Regions from separate parts of the Mus musculus genome. Here region 2 is linked to region 1. A link is a contact called in public promoter capture Hi-C data. All regions are on one chromosome and are shown on one strand. The core of a region is the stretch at or near the end of the contact, and the rest is flanking DNA. Distances in the headings are between cores, read along the strand shown.

Region 1 (5,773 bases), core at 1,459-3,958:
TTTTGAAAGAGAAACTTTCAAAGTGGAATGGGTTCCAAGAGAGGGTATGGTTCAGATTTCAAGAGGTAGGTGTTTTTAAAGCCGGGCGTGGTGGCACTCGCCTTTAATCCCAGCACTCGGGAGGCAAAGACAGGTGGATTTCTGAGTTCAAGGCCAGCCTGGTCTACAAAGTGAGTTCCAGGACAGCCAGGGCTACACAGAGAAACCCTGTCTCGAAAAACCAAAAAAAAAAAAAAAAAAAAAAAAAAAAAAAAAAAAAAAAGTAAAGAGGTAGGTGTTTTAAAATGGTTACAAAACAAGGCAACAGTGGATAGGAGGTAAAAAGATAACTTGAACTTTCCTTGTGTACAAAATGATGGTTTTCCCCCAGCACCAGAGCTCTCTCATGAAGAACTAGAATTATCAAAGGTCATCAAGCAAAGGGGCTTTAATCCATGCACTACTTTCGATCCGAGTCAGACCATGAACAAAAGTTAGAGTCAGGTCTTACTGAGGCCGATCTCTAACTGCCTTACTTTCTCTTTCTCCTCCTTCAGTTTCCGGGGAGGGATACATTTCAATTTCTCAGGGTCCATTGTGCCAATAGTCTGATAGCAAAAGTGAAGGGTGTATATAAATGTTCCCAGTGTGTGTGTGTGTGTGTGTGTGTGTGTGTGTGTGTGTGTGACTGGAGAGGTGGCTCAGCACCTTAGAACACTTATCACTTTTGCAGAGGACTCAGATTCAATTCCCAGAGTCCAATATGACAGCTCGAAATCATGCATTAACTCCAGTTCTAGGGGCTGCGGGATCCTCTTTTGACCTTGGGAGGCACCAGGCACTCCAGTGGTATGCATTAGAGGAGAGGAGAGGGAAAGGGAAAGGGGAAGGGAGAGGAGGAGAGGGGGTGGGAGGGGAAGGGAAAAGGGAAGGGAAGGGGAAAGGGAAGGAAAGGGGAAAGGGAAGGGAAGGGAAGGGAAGGGAAAAGGGAAGGGAAGGGAAGGGAAGGGAAGGGAAAACGGAAGGGAAGGGGAAAGAGAACGGAAGGGGAAAGGGAAGGGAAAAGGGAAGGGAAGGGGAAAGGCAAGGGAAAGGGAAGGGGAAAGGGAAGGGGAAGGGGAAAGGGAAGGGAAGGGGAAGGGGAAAGGGAAGGGAAGAAGAAAGGGAAGGTGAAGGGAAGGGGAAAGGGAAGGGATTGGGAAAGGGAAGGGAAAGGGAAGGGAAAGGGAAGGGGAAGGGAAGGGAAGGGGAAGGGGAAGGGGAAAAGGGAAGGGAAAGGGAAGGGAGATCTCTCTCCTGCTCTGCAAATAGTAATTTCTGAATCAATGGTTCTCAACCCACAATCACAAGCTTTTACATTGCAATTCACAACGGTAGCAAAATTAGAGTTACCAAGTAGCAAGCAAAGAAAATCTTATGGTTGGGGTCACCACAACATGAGGAACTATATTAAAGAGTCACCATGAGGTTGAGTGCCACTGAGAGTAAAACCTTTCAGAGTGCTCTATTCTGCTACCTCCAGACTTCTATCAAATAAGCAAAATGAACCTCCCCCAAAGAGGTGTTGCTATTGAGATTTTTTTTTTATAGAGGTATTTTGCCTGCTTGTATATCTGGGCACTGTGGGCATGAGTGTGCATGGTGTTTGCAGAAGCCAGATAAGATCTGCAGTTACAGAAGGTTGGGAGCAGCTGTGTGAGTTCTCGGAGTAGAACTCATCAGGTCCTCTGAAAGAGCAACCAGTGCTCTGAACCAGTGTCATCTCTACAACTCCGATAGAGGTATTTTTTAAAACTAAGAAACAAAGCCGGGCGTGGTGGCACACGTCTTTAATCCCCAGCACTTGGGAGGCAGAGGCAGGCGAATTTCTGAGTTCAAGGCCAGCCTGGTCTACAGAGTGAGTTCCAGGACAGCCAGGGCTACACAAAGAAACCCTGTCTCGAAAAACCAAAAACCAAACCAAAACAAAAAACCCTAAGAAACAAGAAGTCAAGACAGAAGGGGAAGCAGCATAGATATGTAGCCAAAAGTAAGGGGGCCCAAAAAGAACAGAGGTTAGGGCACAGAGAAACTGGCTAAGGAGTGTGTAGTGTGCGTGCTACTTTAAAGAGGCAGGCATAGCTGGACACTGGGACACTCTCTCCCATTATCCCGCAGACGCAGTGAAGGCCAAAGGACTGCTGTAGCTTGGGGCACCATTTTTTTTCCTGTTTCTCTTCTCTCTGATGCAGTACTTGGAAGCCCTGCAGTCTCTGGGAGTGGCTGACAATGTGATTGCTCTGAACTTTCCTTGCCAGACAGACATTCTTCATTGCTGTGCACAGTAAGCCACCAAAGGTTTGGAGAAACTTCTTCCTTCTGCCATCCCACTGGCGTATGATCCCATATAATTAGTTTCGAGATTTCTCTTTTTTGTGGTCCTGAGAAATACCCAGGTGACATAGATTGGGTTTAAATGCCAAACTAGACTATGGTGCGACCTTGAGCAACTTAATACCTGCTAAGTCTCAGTGTTTCCTTCTCTGAAGGGACTCAACAGGTCCGCACAGCCTCACTTCTACCACACTGGTCAGGGAGTGGAAGATCCATCCTGGACCGAACCCCTACTCGGAAAGCCCATCCCACCCTAGTGCCCCTTCCCCACCGCAATACAAGCGCAGCCTTCGCTGGCAGCGAGCAGTGCATTGTGGGGCTTGTAGTGTGGCGGGGTCCGGCGGGTGGGCGCGGCCACAGCTCCATCTTCCACCGCAGGCTGGTCGGTCTTGCTCCCAGGCCAAATGGCGCCGCGGCCGCTGGGCCCCTTGGTGCTGGCTCTGGGTGGCGCCGCAGCCGTGCTGGGCTCTGTGCTCTTTATCCTCTGGAAAGCTTACTTCGGCCGCGGCCGGGAGCGGCGCTGGGACCGGGGCGAGGCCTGGTGGGGCGCGGACACTGCCCGCCTCCCTCAGTGGGACGAGTGGGAGGTGAGTGCGAGCCGCCGAGGTCAGGGAGGCCTACGCATGCTGTGAGCGCGGAGTGCAAGCGCGAGGGCCCGGGCAGGGCATCGGGCTCGGTAGCCCCGTGGGCGCGGTAGGAGCCAGCCAGGCGACAGTGCAGTAAGCGCAGTGGCGCCGCCCCGGGGATCCCTGGTAGAGCCCTCATTCCCGGTGCCGGATAATCGTGAGATCTTGGGATTGTCTTGGGTTTACTGTTCGTGGAAGCCAAGGATTTATGATGAGAAAGATTGTGCGCGAAATCATGAGGAGTCAAAAAGAAAAGTGAGACTTTTAGTTTAGGACTCAAAAAGCAGCTCCTGCCCTGCAATGTCAGACCACAGGTGCCTGCCCCGGGACGCGTGGATGGCGTGCAGGGGCACCGTGGTGCACTTCGTTGTCCCTAGGGAAGGGAGGGTCAAGAAGGAGGTTGGGGATTGCAGCCTTCGTCTCTGTCCCACAGCCCGAGGACGAGGAAGATGAGCCGGCCTTGGAAGAGCTGGAGCAGCGGGAAGTGTTGGTGCTGGGCTTGGATGGCTCAGGGAAAAGCACGTTCTTGCGCATGCTGGCCGGGAAGCCACCGGTGGAAGGCCACGTCCCTACCTGGGGCTTCAACTCTGTTCGGCTGCCTACCAAGAATTTCGAGGTGGACCTGTTAGAGAGTGAGCAAGAGACACACTCCCCCTTCTCCCTGTCCTCACTGATGCCCCAGGGCCTAGATTATTTGGAGATTATCATACAATGCATTTCTAATCAGGACATTTCCCCTTTATGAAACCCTTCCTGCTTCTCTTCAGGGCACAAGATACAGAACATTCTAACACTTAGGATTTTTCCTTATCCTGTGTATCCAAATGGTCCACCTACCTTTCACCACACATGCCTTACACTGGCAGACTAACAGCTAAGGGTTCATATGCCAGGTATTTGACAAACACTGCTTATAAAATACCCCACACAACTCCACAAAACTGCCATCAGTTAACCTGCCTGTTAGATACATGTACAAACAGGTTTCTGACAAGCTAGATCACGAAAGGTTTCCCCCAGTGTTCCAGTGTTCTGGCTGCCTGAAGAGGGCATCGGATCCCCCTATAGATGGTTGTGAGCCACCATGTGGTTGCTGGGGTTTGAACTCAGGACCTCTGGAAGAGCAGCCAGTGCCCGTAATGGCTTAGCCATCTCTCCAGCCCGGTGTTCTCATGCAGCAGGTCCTCCTGGCCCTCACGAAGGGGACTTGTTTCTTACCTGTTCTTTGCATGCATCTCTCTGCTTGGAACACTTGACAAACTACTACCACTCATTCTGAGCTATAGTGTCTTTTCTTCCATTAGTCGGGGTTTTGTCATTTGTTTGAGATGGTTTCATGGCATTGAGGCTGGTCTTGAACACTCGAACCTTCCTTCTCCACCATCTGAGTGCTAGGGTTACAGGTACACACGGCCACAACCAAGCCTCAAGTGTGATTTGTGAATGACATCTTTTGAAGCTTACCTTTGAAGTCTGGCCTCTGCCTGACTCTGGTCCCCTCCTGCTGCAGGATTTGTCACTCACCCTCTGTCCCTGATGAGGCCAGGAACACTGTGGTCACAGAGTGTATGATCCATTTCTGGCCCAAAGGCTCAGCCCTCTAATAGGTACCCGAGGGGGCTTATTGAGTGAGTGGTCTGAGAGGCGACTGAGGAGCCCTACCTGTAGATGTAGGAGTCTTGGGATTTTGGACTTCTCCACCTGGGTCTAGCCTCAGTCTCTGAGGAGTTAGGAGGGACTTCGAGGCACAGGACTAAAACTGTGAAGCCTGGGTGTGCTTATTTAAGCACTAGGGATAGAGTTGAGCTTTGAGAGCCGAACTCTTAGCCTGAGTGGGTCTCGTTCTTAAGCATTTGTGGTCTGGTCATGCCTGGCCATACCTTTTCTCCCAGGTCGTAGCAAACATTGATCTTTACTTAGGACCACCCATCAAGCTTTCTCTGTCTCTTCTTGAGCCAAAGGACAGGAATTCAGTGAGTGCCTGACAGAAGGAGCGTTCACTTTCCCACCCAAGTGAGGTGTTCTCACAAACCCATGTTCTGACGGACATCAGGATTCAGACCCAAATGGCTGTCAGGCCTGTTGGTTCACACCTGTAATCCCAGCCCTCCGGAGGCGGTGGCAGGAAAGCTGTCAATCAAGTCCTAGAGCTTTTTTCCCCCACAACAGTCCCTTCACGTGGTCTCGGCATCGTGGCTTGGGGATCAGCTGAGAATGCACACTGTGGCAGAACTGGCAAGGGAGCACATTTATTACTGGCAACACCTTCCTTAGTGCACCACCTAGGAAATCGAATGTATCGGTTCTGTCCGCGGTACACTTGCATAGCCTGGCCTACTCCGAGGGCTGCTGTCTGCTTCAAGCCCCTTTCGTCTCTCCCATTTAGAACTACAGTTGCTCCCTTGCAGATCGTCCCATGGAGTCAGCGACTGGTATCTTTCAGAAACATGGTCTGGACCCTTTTCTCCTCTCTCTCTCTCTCTCTCTCTCTCTCTCTCTCTCTCTCTCTCTGGAGGCCCCTTGCTTGTCACGTTTTCCCTTCCGCGCATGCGTGGAGCTTGTTCTTTGTGCTGCCCGAGATGCTTGCTTTTGCTTCTTCCTGTGGCTAGCTCCTCATCCTCCTCTCCGCTCACACCCAGCCTCCTTGAGGAGACATTTCCAGATCGCCCAACCCAAGACCAGCAGCACACTCCGGCCACTTCCCCTTGTTTTCCCTTGGTTTTGATTCCGTGCTTTCTAGAATATGTCTTATCTGGTTGCCTGGTCCATTCTGGCTAGGGAGGGAGTTCCTAGAG
Region 2 (5,773 bases), core at 2,159-4,658, 1.1 Mb after region 1:
GACATAGTTATAAAACAATTTTGCTGGGCATCCTGATGTCTCCTATTGCCTAATAATCCTCGGATTTACCTATTGTGCCCAGTAAGTGTTGTCATGTTATTGTTCTGACAGTTCATTAGCAGTTTTGACAACTGAGGAGAGACGGCATCTGTCCTGTCTGTAGAGCGCAGGCGTAGTCTGCTGAGAGCAAACGATTAACTTCCCTTTCATCTGTACAGGGCGAGAAGAAGGTGAAGACGACGGTGCTGACAGCTGCGCTGTTGCTGTCTGGGATTCCCGCTGAGGTGATCAACCGGTCCATGGACACCTACAGCAAGATGGGCGAGGTCTTCACGGACCTCTGCGTCTACTTCTTCACCTTCATTTTCTGTCATGAACTGCTTGATTACTGGGGTCCTGAAGTACCCTGAAACCCGAGGAACTTAGAAGTTTACAAATGACAACAACTTCTCTTTTACACTGCAGAGTCTCTAAAAGGGGCAACTTGGTTTATACCTTCATCAAAATCTTTGGCTTTACAGAAATCCAATGTAATCGTTTCCCTGATTTAAAAGGGTTGACTTTGTATCAGTACTGGTCTGAGTAACCAACTAGGTTAACGAACAGCACTAACGATTTCTCTTGTTTAATTAGAAGTCCAATCTTCCACTTTTCCTCTAATGTCTGAGATTTGTAATCCCTCTTGTAGGCCCAGGCTAGTCCTTTTAGGCGACTAGATAGACAGGTCTCAGCCTGCCTAAAAGACTGCACTTTGTATTTCTGTCATTCCTTCCTGAGAAATGAAACCATCCTCAAAATAAAAGCGAATGGAATTAGATTGACTAATAGAAGTCTGTACATTTTATTTTTAAAAATTTGAACACAAAGCCTGAAAGAGGTAGCTAGATGTATCGTTTCTTGAGTCGATGTACACGTACATATTTAAAGGGAGACGTGGTTACAGTTTGTACCCGTGGGCCGTAGTGGAGCTTGGAGACAGGATGCCTGCCTAGCACTAACGCTGACGTTTGAGGGGTGGGCAGTTACCCAAGTATTTATACGTTATTTTTTAAAGATTTATTTATTTATTATAGGTAAGTACACTATCTGTCTTCAGATACCCCAGAAGAGGGCATCAGATCTCATTACAGATGGTTGTGAGCCACCATGTGGTTGCTGGGATTTGAACTCAGAACCTTCGGAAGAGCAGTCAGTGCTCTTACCCACTAAGCCATCTCTCCAGCCCTATGCATTTTTTTAAAGGTTTATATTCTATGCATCTTGTATTCATCTCTTTTTTGTTTAGATTTAGTTTTATTTGATGTGTCTGCGTGTCCTGCCTGCATGTTTGCCTGTGTACCTTGTGCATGTCTGGTACTTGCAGAGGCCTGAAGAGGGAGTCAGATGAATCCCCTGGAGTTGTAAACAGTTGCGAGCGGCCCTGTGGGGACTGGGAACTGAATCAAAAGTCCTCTGCAAGAGCAGACAGCAATTGCTCTTAACTGTGTACCTGCCTCTCCAGCTCTACCAAAAATGTGCTTCTCTAGTCACAGTCATAGTTGGGAATTTTCTCTTGTACATTCTCACAAGTGTGTCTTTGTCTTTTGCCTTGACTTTCTGTGCTGCAACCAAACTCAGGCCTTGTGCACACCAGCTTGGTGGTCTGACATTGAGCTACATGTCTTTTAAGATTGTTCCTATTAGATTTATTCATTTTATCTTGTGTGTTTTGCCTGCCTGTATGTATTTATACCATATGTGTGCTTGGTGCTTAGGGAGGTAAGAAGAGAGCATTGGAGCCCCTGGAATTAGAGTTATGAATGGTTCTGAACCACCGTGTCTGTAATGGGAATCGAACCCAGATCTTCCGCAGGAGCAACAAGGGCTCTTTACCTCTGAGAAATCTTTTTAGCTATGCAGAGTATCTTTTAAAACCAAACTCGAACAGAAATGTTAAATTTGGCTGGGCAGTGGTGGCACACACTTTTAATCCCAGCACTTGGGAGGCAGAGGCAGGTGGATTTTTGAGTTCGAGGCCAACCTGGTCTACAGAGTGAGTTCCAGGATAGCCAGGGCTACAGAGAAACCCTGTCTTGAAAAAAAGAAAAAAAAAAAAAAAAAAAAAGAAACCAAAATTCTGGTCTACAGAGTGAGTTCCAGGACAGCCAGGGCTACACAGAGAAAGCCTGTCTCAATAAACAAAGAAAACAAACAAACAAACAAACAAAAATAGGCCAGGCAGTAGTGACGCATGACTTTAATCCCAGCACTTGGGAGGCAGAGGCAGATGGATTTCTGAGTTCGAGGCCAGCCTGGTCTACAGAGTGAGTTCCAGGACAGCCAGGGCTACACAGAGAAACCCTGTCTCAGAAAACCAACCAACCAACCAACCAACCAGCCAACCAAAAACCAATGACCGCACCTGCCAATGGTGTGATGCATGGCCCCAGGCATCCAGGTGTTCTTCTAGAATGCATTGTCTGTTCCTTTTCTGGTTTTGAGTTTGTTTTAAAATAGTTGCTCAGTGGTTCCCTTTATTAGGCCTAATTGGTTTTCATGAAAACATCCTTTTCCTAGGAAGGCATAGACGCCTCCATTTTTTGCAGTCATGAAGTTAGTCTTTTGCAGTCTTGGAGGACCTCTGTAGGTAGGGAATCTATTTGCTCTTGCTTTGCTTTGTTCTACCAAGGCCAGGTTGTCTTTAATCTGATTGGTCATTTGAGGTGTTTGTAGGCATAGGAAATCCTTTGGGAGGGCTTCTTTGTTCCAGTATAGGGGTAAGTTCGGTAAGTAAAACACTTAAAGGACAGGTCAAAATGTGAATATAAAGATAATAAGCAGAAATGGAGTGATCCAGACAAAGAGCCAGAGCAAGAGGGAGGCCCGTGCTTTTTGTCTGGTGCCTTTGGGCCCCATTTCCTGAGCGGTTGAACGGATCATGTATTCCCCCCTGCCCCGAAAGCTTCCCAGTGTTAAGAACTATTATAATCCTTAGTGCAGTTTATCTCTGTTCTGTAGATTCTAAGTCTTCACATCTCATATTGAAGAGTCTTTCCTCTTCAGTATGATGCTCCTTGTGTCGAAGACACATCACTACTATTAGTTGTCAGGATCTGGCATACACATAAGTGACTCAGTACGGAGCATATAAGGAGACAGGAGCATTAGTTAATGCAGATTAAGGCAAACAGACACACTCCCTGGGAGAGCCGCAGGCTGCATTAGGTTCCTCGGTGGTCTGCAGCGAAGACCCTTTGCAAGGCTGACCTGGCTGATGGCACACTCCATAGCGCCAAAAAGGGCTGCGGGTTGCGCTAGAAAAGTAAGTTGTTGCTGCCGGCGCAGCCCGCGCCGCGCGGCCTCCAGTCGGTTGGTGGCGCTCTGGAGAAGCAGCCGCTTCCTTCCGCCCGCTCCTTCCTTCCGCACCCCGGCACCAGCACATCCTGTTTTCGTTGGCCACGCTCTGATGGCGGTCACTGCTGGAGCTCTGTCCATTTCGTAGGACCGGTCCTCGCTCGGTACCGTGAGAGCTTGCTGCCTCCCTCCTTTGTCCTCTTCATAGGCCTGCGCATCGTCCCCGAGGGCGCAGGCCTTCTGCTGGCCGGCAGCATGGGCCGGGAGTCTCGGTGAGTCCGCGGGCGAGCGGCTTCTTGGGCTCGGAGGGGAGCGAGCGGGTGGAGGGAGCGGCGCTGCGGGTAGAGTGCGGGTGGCCGCGCGTGTGGCTGCTGAGGACCCGGTCACCCGGGCTGTGACGAGGCGCAGCTGGCATGCAGGGCAGCCGATTGCCGTGAGCTTGCGACCACCGGTCGAGCCCTGAGCGGGAACAGTCCCCCTGACCCCACCCCGCCCATCACGGAGCCTCCCGCCTCATCCCCCGGGTCAACCCAGAGCCGGTTCACTCCCGTTCCTCTTCGTCTTCACAACATTGTTTGCCTCCACTCTGGGTTACTTTCGTGCGCACGTGGGCCTCTCTGCCTAAGTCATTTAGAAGGAGCGTATGCAGGCCTTTTTTACGCACCTGCTATATGTGCAGGACCGGCTTTTATTGGGTTACAACAAAAACACCTGTTCCATGGCCATTTATTCCGCGGATACATTTTGTTACTATGTTGCCTGCTTCTTTGTGAAACCTTTCACGCGGGCACCTTACGGTGTCTTCAAAACTTTAGGTTTTAATAACGGATTAGGACCTTGAGGTAGATGATGATGATATTATTACTACTACTACTATTATTATAATCATCATCTTGAAAGATGAGATGACTGGTATGTATGTAGCCAGTCTGAAAGGTACTGTGGTTCACTGTGTAGGGAGAATGAAAACTTGGCGTACTGGGTTAAAACTTAGGTTCAGGGAAACAAGCCAAGTGTGAGTGGAGCAGCTTGAAATTTTTGCAAACCAAAAAAACCTGTAGCATCTTCCGTATAAAGGGTGTATTGCCAGTGACCATGGTTCTTTTTTTGGGGGGGTGGGGGGTCCGAGACAGGGTTTCTCTGTATAGCCCTGGCTGTTCTGGAACTTACTTTGTAGACTAGGCTGGCCTCGAATTCAGAAATCTGCCTGCCTCTGCCTCCTGAGTGCTGGGATTAAAGGCGTGCGCCACCACACCCGGCCTGAATTACCTTTCTTGATCTTGCTGTTATAATTATTATATTTGTATTGCTGGAATCAAAATAACAATAAGACCTTGCCATTTTTTGACTTAGTATCTGTTGGATCCTGTTACTTTCAAGAGGAAATTCAGACTCCCCAGACCTTTCGCAGAAGGTCCTTTTCACCCATTTACCTGCGTACAGTTGACTTCCTGTGGTGCCTGGCTTCCGCTCATCTGGAGCTTTCTAGGTAGATCCTGAGAAGGCTCAGAAAGCGAATGGATTGTTGATTCCTAGTAATGGCAGCCTTCAGTGATGGCGAGGAAGGCTGCTATGAGCTGATGTCAGGGCCTCACACATTCGGAACATGGGCTGGACGACCATGGCCTCTCCCCTCAGCACAGCCTCCCTTTCCTGCTTATTCTGGTCCCATGTGGAGACACCCAGCCCTTCTCTCTTGCCCTCATACTTGGTATTTAATTCATAATTAAGATGAGTCAGTGCTAGTGTTTTGGGCTTCTATGTTTTATCTCCACTGGAGATCTTGGTATTTCTCAGCATCTACTCTCGCTATTCTGACCTAAGCGGGGCTTCTCTGAAGCCGGATGCTTGCTTCAGTCTCATGGTTTCTCTCCTCCTGTTGCCTCCTCCGTTTGATCTGTTCTGTGCTCAGCAACAAGACAATACTTTCGTTTTTATAGATACAAGCTGCGCTTCCAACTGCCAGAGGCACTGCCTCCACCCCTGAGTGCTGGCATTGCATACCTGATTCTTGAGTGATAACTTTAAAAATAGTCATGCTTAAACATCTTCCGGTAACTTTTTCCTTTTTTGTTATTTATTGTAAGAATATTTACTCATGGGGCTGGAGAGGTGGCTCAGTGGTTCAAAGCCCTGGGTTTGCTCCAGAGGATCCAGGTTCAATTCCTAGCATCCACGTGGCTCACAGCTGTCTGTAACTCCAGTTCCACGAGTGCGCGCGCGCGCACACACACACACACACACACACACACATTTGTCCTCAGGTATATACATATACATATACACATAAATTAATTAAAATATTTATTTAGAGATGAGAACATACTGATCTTAGCCTGATTGACATAGTGATCTTTCCTCAGTAGCTTAGACACCTTAATAACACTACAGGGGGCTGCTGCCATATGTGGCCCTATAGCTTTTTATCTTACTCGGAGTA

What was found. Promoter capture Hi-C pulls out the DNA fragments that hold promoters and counts their contacts.
Region 2: a promoter capture Hi-C map of liver shows a contact between it and region 1, with 2.9 times the contacts expected there. The contact joins the promoter of Ddx46 here to the promoter of Arl10 in region 1. A contact is called at or near these places in 3 of 39 promoter capture datasets (fetal liver, liver and pre-B cells), 1 of 115 datasets of contacts at active chromatin or transcription factors (pancreatic cancer cells) and 3 of 9 other capture datasets (adipose tissue, liver and macrophages).

Annotation. Positions count from the first base shown.
Region 1 is chr13:54,572,339-54,578,111 of GRCm38.p6, forward strand. It overlaps Arl10 (ADP-ribosylation factor-like 10), which reads left to right and starts at 2,709. Exons shown (of 4, transcript NM_019968.3): 1 at 2,709-2,939; 2 at 3,412-3,610. The coding sequence starts at 2,757.
Region 2 is chr13:55,631,591-55,637,363 of GRCm38.p6, forward strand. It overlaps Ddx46 (DEAD box helicase 46), which reads left to right and starts at 3,409. Exons shown (of 23, transcript NM_001282055.1): 1 at 3,409-3,605. The coding sequence starts at 3,589. It overlaps Caml (calcium modulating ligand), which reads left to right. Exons shown (of 4, transcript NM_007596.2): 4 at 219-826. The coding sequence ends at 410.